2 separate regions of the Triticum aestivum genome follow, and region 2 is linked to region 1. A link is a contact called in public Hi-C data. All regions are on one chromosome and are shown on one strand. Each heading gives the region's core, a stretch centred on a gene start, on an enhancer-like site or on the middle of the called end of the contact. The rest is flanking DNA. Distances are from core to core; before and after follow the strand shown. Region 1 holds the start of LOC123094830. Region 2 holds the start of LOC123137984 (protein ABA AND ROS SENSITIVE 1).

Region 1 (6,341 bases), core at 1,283-3,782:
CGGCTCGGGCAAGCCATATGGGTCTGACCTCATCACTACTCCAGCACCCCCCCCCCCCCCCCCCCCCAACAAAGCCCAAGGACAAGATATCAACCCAAGGAGAAGCGGCACGACCTACGAAGAAGACTTTCCATCAAAGTACACTACATATTAGGAAAACACTATATAACACATAGGAAATGACAAAAAGAAATTGTGAAATGACAAATTCTAAACTGGTATGCCATCAAGCTGTCTTGGAGTATTCCATAACCGGAGCTATATAAGTGCACCAGGGCACCATGGAGGAGGATCCACTCCTTTCGTCTAGATTAGCGTATATCACGTAGAAGATTTTTGGCACTTCTCGTCGAAATCACCACCATCATCATCCGAACTCGTCGACTACCCATCAACATTGTGCAAGGCATGAAGTAGGGCTTTTGTCCATCTTCGAGGCCTGAAATCTGGGTATACCTTGTGTCTCTCTTTTATGTATTCTAGACCCATCGTTATCCTGACGTGATGTTCTCTCGATTATAAATTCCATGTACTCCCTCAAGTATGATGTTATGATCCATGTAAATCCCTCGTCACTTATCATGCTTGAAAGTTGCAATGTCTAGACAATGTTGTTTTGACCAGCTATGATTTTGTATTTGCATACCTTTACCTCCAAGAAACAAATCGATTTCAGTTTTCCCACTCCATACTGGTGTTTCATGGCTATGTCGTGGTTTGTGTTACCACGTTTTCTAATCAAACACCTTGCTACGTTGTTGTGATCTGAAAATGATGTGCAATTACATGCTTCTGATCAAAGAAACCACATTCGTAGGTCACAACGTATTAATTAACACTAATATAAATTCATGGGGTTTTATTTTTGAAACCAAGGAAACTTTTTTGTGTCATCTTATTAATTGAGAAGGCACAAAGTTGCTCGGTTAATTGGCCAATATAGTGGCGAAAACATTACAATAGTCCACACAGGGCAACTCGGTCAACCTCGCTACCCACATGAATACACATAAGCTGTCGAGGTTGTCCTCCAGTGTCATCATCATCACTCCTTCATGAGCAAGCGACTTTGACTTCAACATAGAGGACCATCAATGAATCCATATGGGCCCATGACAAAGGGCCGACCACTCGCGCAAGCGACTAGACAACCCCCACTCGGTCGACGAACCTTGTAGGAGAAAAGCACCAATCCTACGATGACCATGACCCTTGCAACCGAACACCTGTCTTGTGTCATCGTCACGCCAAGGGACCTCATTTATTGTTCCAACTCCACAAAAACATAGGGCGGAGCAAGAGAATTCCATGAACATGCAGCAAACACTAACTACCAAACCGTAAATTAAAAAAATCAAAAAAAATCCGAAACTTTGCAACATCAAAGATGGTCAAACTTTGAAGCTTCTTACAAGTTTTCATGCCAAAATATCATGTAGAGAAAGGTGGACAAATGAGTTTCAGATTTCAGTGCTAAAAGTGCTCCAAACTTCAAGCACTGAAATCTTTTTCGTTTGTAGAACTCCTTGAATGGTTTTTTTGCATTAAATATTTCAAGCATCTTCAAAGTTTGATCATCTTTGATGTTGCAAAATTTCTGACTGTTGATGAAAAAAAAAATTATGTTCACATAGGGTGCGTAGGCACTCGGGAGCTGAAAACCCACTCTCCTACCAGAACCCAACAGCAAACCAACTCCGCTCGTAGCCGAACAAGATGCCACACCAGGGTCACCGTCTCAGCATCCCCCACGGCAAGCTCTGGAAAGGCCACGACCCAAGATGCCCCGCCATCGCCTGTTCCGGAAGACCTGGAACAAGGGCTTGAGTTGTGCGCTCAGTTGTCTATCATCACCGGTGCCACTCATACCATTTGGGCCGCCAATGGCGCGAAGACGATGCACCGGCAGACCGGGCACGTCGAGTGCTCGTGCAGCCACGGGTCGATGCACTGCTGGTGGAACATGTGCAGGCACGCCGGTAGCCGCTTCACCGTCTCCCCCTTCTCCACCTCTCCGAGGCAGACTGAGCACTCCGGCGTGCCGCCGCCGCACTCCAGCTGCTCGTACGCCAGGATGTCATACACCGTCACCGCCTGCGCGCCTCCATGCACCGGCGCCTCCCGGGCCAGCGCGGGCATGTGGCCCTGTATCTGCTCCAGAAACTGCGGGAGAGCGCTGCTGCCTCTCCCGCTACCGCTTCGGCGCCGTAGCCTGGCGCGCGCGCACCTGCATGGCAGGCAGAGAAGCCGGCCCGCGGAACGGAGGAGCCGCAGGAGCGCCCCGTGGGTGGAGGCGAGGCACCGGCGCAGCGCCGACCACGGGAAGAGGACGCCGCAGAAGGCCGTGTACACGGTGGCGTCGAGGCAGACCCAGAGGAGGAGGAAGAGCGTGAGCACGATGATGGAGCCCTTGTTGCGCTGGGGCCTCTGCTCCAGGATGACGAGCCCGTAGAGGATCATGGCCGTGCCGCCGATGTAGACGGTGTTGACGACTGCCAGCCCGGAGGCGCGGAAGAAGCAATCCACGGCCATGGCATCTCGTGTCTCGACCGTAAACCAGCAATTCACTGGCCGATGGGTACGCAATTTCTCAGGAATTTCGAATTCTGTTCTGTACGGGGATGGCTCGTAAGTCGTCGCGCAAGAACTCCGTTGCGCACAGAAGAAGCAAGAAACGAGCAAATGAGCCAACCATAGGAGGAAGAGACAACTAACGGAGCGGTTGCGGTTGTACAGTACTCCCTCCGTCCGGAATTATTTACCATTAAAATGGATGAAAATGAATGTATCTAGAACAAAAATACATCTAGATATATCTATTTCAATGACAAATATTTCCAGAAGGAGGGAGTATTATTTGCATACTTAGCATATGTGTGCATATCTTAATATGGTCCGTAGCGTTTTTAGGGCGGCCCTATACATTTAGATTCACAGACAAAGATCGCACCAATATTATCTTTCTTTTGACACAGTAATATTATGTCTGTTACGTGGTCTATCTGGCACCTTCGGACCAGATTGACATGTGTATTCAGTTGGAGAAGTCAATTTTAATCCTTGAATTTGTAGAGGTTCCACGAAATGAACCCCCACATCAGAATACCTATCGATTGCACACCGAAGGATGTAATCCCGGTCAAAATCGAACACTGGTATCGTTTGAGGTATAAAAACACTGCCGTGGCAGATTTCAACCGGGATTTGTCTGACTGGTGGGCCCAGGAAGCGGCAGTGTTGACCACGGCAGGCACCCGTCTCCATGCGGGGCCGGCCAATCTTTTACACTGCTAAAAAAATATCTAATGTGTGAAACTTTTTTTGTTTTTCTTTTTATATAATCTATGAAAAAATATAATGCATGAAACTTTTTCAATTTATTTATTTTTAATTTGTGAAGCTTTTTACAAAAGTCATGGACTTTGTAGAATCCATGATTTTTTTCAAATACACAAATCCTTTTTCAATTTTACAAAATTTTCCCAAAATACATGAACATTTTTCTTCAAAATCATTGAACTTTTTCTAAACCCGTGATTTTTTTATAAAAAATCATGAACTTTTTTCTAGATTGATGAACTTTTTCCAAATCTATAAACTCTTTTTGAAAATTCAGGAGCTTTTTAAAATCGTTGATTTTCTTTCAAATTGATGAACTTTAAGTGGCAGTATTGACCACGGCGCACACCCATTTTCCGCTCTAGGCCACACCTTTTTTTTCTGTTACACTGCTAAATATATATCTAATGCAGGAAACTTTTTCCTCTTTCAATAATCCGTGAAAAGATATCTAACACATGAAACTTTTTTCATTTTTTTTTCTAAATTTGTGAACTTTCTTACAAAACTTGTGGACTTTTTCCAAAAAAAATCATATCCATGATCTTTTTTTAATTTCCGTGAACTATCTCGAATATCTACAGGGTTTTTTTTTCATTTCCATGAACTAAAGAAGGGTCAAATAGGACTATTTTTCCTTGTAGTGTACAACTAAGAGAAGTTAACCTAGTTGTTTATGGCTACAACTGTCAACGTACCCGACCGGAGTTTGAATCTTGTAACTCACAAATTAATAGTTGATCATGTTTTTTCCTTTGCGTTTTCTATAGGTTGTTGGGCCTCGCGGACTGCACGAAGTGGATAGCAAGCTGGGTGAAACTGGGCTGGCCCAGCTTTTCCACGTGCGGGCCTCGCAGCACAATCAATCCCGGCCACGTCGACAATCCCCATTTTTCAAACGACCCAGGGTTCGTTTTAGACCGGGATTGCATAATCCAGGGTGCAATCGACAGGGATTTCAACGTGGGGGTTCGTTTCACCTAACCTCTACGAGTTCGGGGTTTAAAATGAACTTTTTCCTATTCAATTTGACGGATTAGAGAGGATCTGGTACTTATGGACATTTTGAAACTGCAAGCCATGGTGTTGCCGAGGCATGGATGGTGATCACGGGACTCTGACCACGTCAATGTCAACACTGATACAATCATCATGCGTGAAGATGGGAATGGTGGGGCGGGGGGTTTAGCCCCATAGGCCAACTTCTTCCTTGGGGCATGGTGCAAGCCTTAACCTAGGATGACGGACCCCTTGATTGCGAAAGCCATGGTTGTGTGAGATGGGGTTATCTTCGTCAAACTCAGAGGCTTTCGGGATATAGTTCTTGAAACTGACAACATGTAGGTAGTAAACCTCTAGAACTCTCCCATGATTTTCATTTAGTTGTGGCGTCCATCGTTATAGAAGTTAGGGAGGTAGCTATTAGTTTTGATTCTTTTGTTGAATTTCAACATATAATAATAACAGATAATGGTATGTCGCATATCTGTGCTAAGCATGCTTGCACGATTGCCATGACTGAAAGCTGGATCAGTGAGACCCCTAACTTGTTGGTCAACTGACTTCCCAGCGAATTCTTTCAGTTGAATAAAGCTCTCAAGTTTTCCTTAAAAAAATGGAAAAGGCTATCGCTCAACCGGCGGATCTAGCGCGGGTGTCCACCGCCTCCATTGATTGACACGTGGTCTATTGGACCACGCATGCCTCTCTCCCTCGGACAAGCTCGCGGCGAACAATAGTGGTGTTTTGTTTTGCAACATCCACTCTGTTCCAAGAAAGATTTCTGCAACATCAGTTATGTTGCATAAGTTTCTTCCATTACACCATATAGACATGAAGACAAAGAAAAAAATTGCAACATCACCTCAGTTGCAAAGTTTTTCTGCAACAATACCTTTGTTGTAAAAATGTGAAGTAGGAAAAAAAATCTGCAACATGACCTATGTTGCAATAAATAAATCCTGCAACACGAACAATGCTGCAAAAAATAAATCCCGCAACACGACCGATGCTACAAAAAATCCGCAACACAATCTGTGTTACAAGAGTTTCCACAACAGGATCATTGTTGCAAAGAAAGGAAAGACGTCCAGCCGTTTGATTTTGTCGACTCTAATATCTTGCGAGATGGTGTATCTTTTTAAAAGATCCGTCGGCCGATGCGTAGCAGCCCCGGAAAAAAAATATTTAGAATGTAAAAAAAGCATTCCTTTTGTCCATTATGTTTACCAAAAATCTACATCGTGGTCATGACTATTTTTGGGTGACATTCAGTCCTTCATGTCTCAAAACCCAGTAACTTTCGTTCAAAACCGGAGCAAAGTGGTATTGAGACTGATGTGAAACCGGTTTTTGGAATTCTTTCGATTGGTGCACCTGTTGGCCTCGTGCCTGACCGCCATCACTGAGGAAGAGAGGTGTGCGACCATGAGGCGGCCGTCCGTTTCACGCGCGACACGGAAGCCGTCGAGGGCGCGGGCGTAGAAGAGGTGGAGCGCACATGGCTTGCAGAGGGCGATCAACGCCTGTAAGGCGCGAAGAAGAGGTCCTCTTAGGTGTAGGTGGCGTGCTAGGCACCGGAGTTGGGTGGACGGTCGGTAAAGTTGGCGTCATGGGCGCAGAGGAATCTATCGGCAAACTTGGCGGAGGCCGCCACCACCACCTCGGTGCCGCTGAAGTGGAGGCAGAAGAGTGGGTCATACTGGTGCGAGAGGGCGGCCATGGTGTGGTGCGGCTCGGCCCCCTGCTGCGGTAGGTTTCCCGGGTGGCAGCGGCAACTTTGTACCATGGCGGTGTAGGTGCCACGAGCAATACACGGTGGCAATGGAGGCGAGGAGCTGGAGAAGCACCTCCGGCTAGCGGCGACGACGTCTGCAGGGAACGCGTCGAGCGGGGTTGCGAGCCGGTCCATGGCCTTCTTGACGAGCTCGATCTTCAGGGGTAGCACATCGGCCATGCAGTCGCCGCTGTTGGGCGGGCCGTCTAGGATTGACAACAACACT
Region 2 (6,341 bases), core at 2,725-5,224, 230 kb before region 1:
TTCTGTATAATCAAAAAAATTCCCTGGAAGAATTCCTTTCACGTCCGTACTGCCTTTACTCCCTTTATTTGGCGCTTGGTCCATCCTGACAGATGGTTTATTTGCACTTGCTTCTTTGGTTGCTGGCTGAGCACTGGCCACTTGATGACGTACAGACCTTCCCTCAGAACCAGTACCTACCCATCAAAGTTGTTATATTAAGGCACTCAAGTCAACAAGACCTTCAGGTACATCACGACTGCTAAATGCACATTTCAGCTGCTACTACAGCATAATACTGCTAGCAGGAATCTTCACAGAAAATACATAAAATGTTCACTATAGATGGAAGCTCTAGTGCTCTACAGAAAATAGAACAACATTGATAGTACTTGCTATCCAGAAATTAGGATGTGTTCATGCAACTTTACTAGTTCTAACATCATTTCTTACTTAACTGATACTTCCTACATCCCAAAATAAGTGTCTGAACTTTAGTACTCCCTCTGTAAGCAAATATAAGAGTGTTTAGATCACTACTTTAGTGATCTAAACGCTCTTATATTTCTTTACGGAGGGAGTACAACTTTGTACTGAAGTTAGTCGAAAGTTGAGACACTTATTTGGGGATGGAGGGAGTACCAATTTTGTAAGATAAATGGTTATTAGGTATAGCCAGGAGGAATGTAAACTGCCGTGTATGAAGGCTTTGACTGGCTGACTCCATAGCAAGCTTTTCCTTGCTCGTATGGTAAAGGTTGCAATGCAAAGTGAGGGTTTTTTTAGCACAAAAGCAAACCTTGCTAAGCAAGGTTAGATGGGTAAAGTAAATTGCTTGGTCTAGCAGGAACCAAATGTGCTCTTACTGCTCTGTACAACATGCTATCTGACTATCTTGGTGAGAATTCAATCAATGGCAAGCATAACAGATAACCAGTGGCAGACCAAAACAAGATATTAGATGTGAGTAATTCCTTAGCCATGAATGATACTCATAATTTACCTACACTTACCAAACAAAGCAAGATGACACAGAGCAGAATACAATCAAACAAATGTATAGACAAGGCTGACCAAGTTCAGTTTACACTATGAATCTTTAGCTTGCGAGGAGGGGGGATGTTTTGGCATTCTCACCATCACTTTGCCTTTTCATTCCCTGATTGTCAAAAAAATTGGCAGGCATCGGAGAGGATTTTGCTTTCTGAGTCTCAGCTGGTCGTTCATGACTGACATTATTGCCACGAGGAGCTGCAGCTGGTGTAACTTTAGCAGCTGCGGCAGCTTTTGCCTGTACCATAAATCGGCAAAATTAACACAGCTCACAAAGAATGTACACAGACACCTTCGCAGCAAATATACTTCAGTCAGATCGCTATAGCAGTTAAAATATGTGATTTAAATACATAAATGAGATGAAATATTTTCATAAAAAATAAGCATGCAGCTTAACAGTGAGCAGTAAAATTATACTTGAAATGAAGGGAAAAAATTAAAAAAAGAGTTAATTACACAAAACCACAACTTCAGGATATCTTATAACACTTTACCACAACATTTGAGTTTTTTAACACAAAACCACAACTTCGCGGCAACTTATAACACTTTACCACAACTTTTGGGTTTTTTAACACAAAACCACAACTGTTGGCCTAATTCTCAACATTGAGCCCAAATCTACCGGTCAACTTCTTTTAACAGCCAATCTGAATGATTGGGCCCACATGTCAGGCTCTAGGCGACAAGTTCCCTCCTATGCGTGGCGCTGACTGAATGTGTGTAACATAGAAGTGCGCATACAACATCGTCGTCTCTTCGACGACGCGTTCACCTGCAGCTTCTACGCCATCTACCCCGGAAAACAAAAAAGATCCGCCGTCTTCACCTTCTTCGTCTGGCGCACTCCGTCCAACCATGTTATCGTCAGGACAACCGCAGCTAGCACATGCACTATACCACGTCGTCGTGCATAGACAAGGCTCTTACCTTGTACTCCACCGCCGTAGAGACGCGCTCGTCCTCCCCAGGACCTCTCTGTCTAGTTCGCGCGCCCCGCCCGACCATGCCATAGTCCAGACGGGCGCTGCCAGCACATCCGTGTCGCCACGTTGTGCACAATCAGGGCTGCCACCTCATGCTTAACGACCACTGCAACGTGCTCGTCCTCACTGATTACGATGTCGAGATCATTTTGGAACTCCACCGACAACGATAGTGACATGCGGGTGCGGCTTTGTGACACTATGAACCTCGCCATTGAGGACGCTTGGAGTGATCATCCTGTGGCAGAATTTTGACCACACCCAGCTCCCTGCTCAATGCGTCGGTGGAGTTTATAGCGCCGGTACGGGATGGCAAGAGAAGGAAATGGTAGGCCACCTCGGAGATGCGCACATGCCACCTTTTTCCTGCTTAGTTCCTAATATGTGGGCCCAGTCAATCAGATTGTATATTAAAAGAAGTTGACTGATAGATTTGGGCTCAATGTTGAGAATTAGTTCAGAAGTTGTGGTTTTGTGTTACAAAAACTCAAAAGTTGTGGTAAAGTGTTATAAGTTGACCTGAAGTTGTGGTTTTTTTGTTAAAAAACTCAAAAGTTGTGGTAAAGTGTTATAAGTTACCCTGAAGTTGTGGTTTTGTGTAATTAACTCTTTGATGGTTATCAACAAACCACGAAAACTGGGTTATTATTGATACCCAACATGTTTCTTGATCAGAGCTTTTCTATCAATAAACTGCATTGAAGTAAACCTTAGTGGTTGTCCAATTTGCTACAGGGTCATATACTCATATCTAGAATAACTACCAAACAACATGACAGCATACCCAGTAAAGCTGGAAACTGAGTGCTAACACTTAGAACTTCCATATGAAAACAGACCTGGACTGGCATAGAAATCCCCACATTCACGTTTCTGTCATACATACAACTGTCCATGTTCAGTAAACACTAACATGGCTTTATTACTCTGCTTACCTCATGATGTTTCCGTGAAACCTGGTGCGCAGGCCAAAGTGCTTCGGATTTCAACGTAACGTTGCAGACTCTACAGATGGGCTGATCGTATTCATTATACCTGCAGAAGATAATGCAGCTGGCTTTTAGATACTGTTATTGCTTGATTATCATACAGATGAGCTGATCACACTCATTTGGTTTAAGGTTTACACCAATGGGATTTAGCTAAGCAAATACTCCCTCCATTTCTAAATATAAGCCCTTTTATAGAGATTTCAATATGGACTACATACGGATGGATATAGACATGTTTTAGAGCCTAGATTCACTCATTTTGCTCCGTATGTAGTCCATATTAGAATCATTAAAAAGGCTTATATTTAGGAATGGAGGGAGTATAAGCAATGCATAAGGGGGTAATGAAAGGGGGCTAGATTAACACAAGACTATACAAGGTTCGAACCCTGAAATGAAATAGGAAGGCAACTGTAAATCGGTACTACCATGGAATCAAACTGCAACACTGCGATGTCCCACCCTCTACTCGAGAGCAAGCACAGTAGCAAACACTCAGTAATTTTAGGCCTACGCACCAAACCCCTGACGCCCGCGCCGGCTGCCCGTCCCCATCTTGCTAGCTAGGGTTACATCAGGCGAACGCGCGCCCCGGCACAAACCATCGCGGCCGTGGAAACCGGGTAGGCGGAAGGATCCGGGTTACGGAGGCCGTACTCTAGCAGGGAGGGAGGGAGGTAGGGAGGGAGGGAGGGAAAGGGAGGGGGGCGGAGGAGACCTGACGAGCGAGGGGTCGATGCGCTTCTCCTGCTTCTCCTTGGCCTCGCGGAGCTTGGCGCGGAACAGGGCCTTCCTCTGATCCATGCGCGCCGCCGTCGAGGTAGGACCAGGAATCCAGACGCCGAGGCCGTGGCGGCGCCTCGCCTGAACCTTCTTTAGCTTTCGCGACGGGAGGCGGCCTCGAGCTCCAGCGAGAGAAAGACGACGAGGCAACACGGCGTCTGCTCCGATGGCAAATGGGCCCGAGGGGCCGAACTTGGTGAGCCGCACGAATTGGCCACTGAGCGACGGACGGGCAGGCCGAGCGGACTGCAGAAAGGCCGGAGTGTTGGGCCTGCACGACTGGCTGGATAAGTTTCACTAAACTGGACGGCGCGATACTCAAAAAAAAAAAAAAAAAAAAACTGGACGGCGCCATCCGGGAGGTAAACTTGAGATCACTCAAAAAGAAAACTTGAGATCAACTTCCGGCCATCCTGTTTGAAGCTTGTTTCCAAGGTCATTGCCCGGTTAGCCTATGCAACATTGTGCACAAGCTTGTCCCCAAGGTCATTGCCAATGGGTTAAAGTTCATCATACCAGAGATCATATCAAATAACCAGAGTGCATTCTTGTCGGTGAGGCTTATCTCAGATAACATCGTGCTCGTTTACGAGATGTCCCATTTCCTAAGACAGAAGCGCTCTGGTGGTGCGTTTTTCGCAGCCCTCGCGTTTGACATAAGCAAAGCTTGCAAGTCATGACTGCGTGAGTGGAGTTTTTTTTGGAGAGGATTTTGTTGCGGTTGGGGTTCCGGAGTAAAAAGAATGACGGAATTATTACTTTATTAACTCAAATAAGGGTTACATCATCCGCTAGGAATTTAACAAGGAAGCTAGGAGGTGCCTTCCGGAGTAATTAGTGAACTTGACCCCCAAATGCATCAATGTGTGACACATAAGTTCAAAGTGTATACATCCCCCCCCCCCGGTCGCCCTCTCTGGCGACTCGGGGGAAACCCTAGTCGCGCCGCCAGCAGGCCCTACCGCTCCTCCTTCCCCACATTGCCGCCGCCGGAGGGAACGCCGGCGAAGCCCGTGCATGCCCAGTGAAGGTGGCGACGGGGCGTTCGTTCTCCACCCTATTGCGTCGCGGCCCAGGCGAATCGGCCACCCGTGGGGGCGGGGCGTGGTCTTCCCATCCTCGCGGCGTCCTGTTCGTCTCCGGATGCTTGGTGCATCTCGTGGTGGTGGGCGTGCAGCGGTGGGCGTGTATGGGCGGCTGGGAGGACCAGATTTGGCTGGCCTGCTCCCTACGCTCTCAAGTGTGGGCGGCACCTCGGGCTCACTCCGGCTGCAGGGGCGCGGTACTGGGCTGGCGACCTCCGGTGGTGCTGTCCAGGGTGAGCGTCGCAGGCGCTCGGCTCGTTGGCTCTGGTTCATGTGGGCCGGTTCCCAGTTTGGCGAGTTAGGCTGAGGAGGTGGATCTGGGGGTGGAAGTTGGTGGTGGCGCCCAGGCTCGATCTCCCCTCCTGTCGGCGCCAGTGCTCGAGGTGAGCAGCTGTGTCAATGGAGGTGCACCCTGCAGTCTGCGGTGAGGAGGCTCGCCATGGAGTTGCTGGGTGATGGGAGGTCTCGCGCTCCTGTGCTTGCCGGACACAGCGACCAATGTATGCGGAGAGGTCCGGTCTGCGATGCTTGAGGCGAAAGCCTTGTGCCGGCCTTGCCGGCATCGAGATTGAAAGGATCGATATGGTTGACTAGAGGGGGGTGAATAGGCAACTAACAATTTTTAAGCTTTTCTTTACCAAATTAAACTTTGCAACAAAATAGGTTGTCTAGATGTGCAACTAGGTGAGCAACCTATATGATGCAATAACAACTAGCACACAAGCAAGCAAGGATGTAACAACAAGTAGGCTTGCAAAAGTAAAGGCACGAAATAACCAAGAGTGGAGCCGGTGGAGACGAGGATGTGTTACCGGAGTTCCTTCCCTTTAAGGGGAAGTACGTCTCCGTTAGAGCGGTGTGGAGGCACAATGCTCCCCAAGAAGCCACTAGGGCCACCGTATTCTCCTCACGCCCTCACACAATGCGAGATGCCGTGAATCCACTATTGGTGCCCTTGAAGGCGGCGACCGAACCTTTACACGCAAGGTTGGGGCAATCTCCACATCAATCGGAGGCTCCCAACAACAACAACAACACCACGAAGCTTCACCACAATGGAGTATGGCTTCGAGGTGACCTCAACCGTCTAGGGTGCTCAACACCCAAGAGTAACAAGATCCGCAAGGGATAAGTGGGGGGAATCAAATTTCTCTTGGTGGAAGTGTAGATCTGGGCCCTCTCAACCAATCCCGAGCAAATCAACAAGTTTGATTGGCTAGGGAGAGAGATCGGGCGAAAATGGAGCTTTGAGCAACAATGGAGCTTTTGGGGGAAAGAGGTAGGTCAACTAGGAGGAAGAAGACCCCTTTATATAGTGGGGGAACACATCCAACCGTTACCCCACTGAGCAGCCCCGCACAGGGTGGTACTACCGCTAGGGAAGGGCGGTACTACCGCTGAGAGCGGTACTACCGCTCCCTACCCAGCGGTACTACCGCGCTGAAGAGGAAGTCAGGCCA

Evidence for each region. A called contact is a pair of places that touch in the nucleus more often than the background predicts.
Region 2: a Hi-C map of leaf shows a contact between it and region 1, with 3 times the contacts expected there. The contact joins the promoter of LOC123137984 here to the promoter of LOC123094830 in region 1. A contact is called at or near these places in 2 of 5 Hi-C or Micro-C datasets (both in leaf).

Annotation. Positions count from the first base shown.
Region 1 is chr1B:555,017,943-555,024,283 of IWGSC CS RefSeq v2.1, reverse strand. It overlaps LOC123094830, which reads right to left and starts at 2,532. Exons shown (of 1, transcript XM_044516717.1): 1 at 1,864-2,532. The coding sequence starts at 2,532. The coding sequence ends at 1,864.
Region 2 is chr1B:555,245,884-555,252,224 of IWGSC CS RefSeq v2.1, reverse strand. LOC123137984 (protein ABA AND ROS SENSITIVE 1) reads right to left here and starts at 3,974. Exons shown (of 7, transcript XM_044557880.1): 1 at 3,732-3,974; 2 at 2,957-3,056; 3 at 1,117-1,270; 4 at 1-176. The coding sequence starts at 3,817.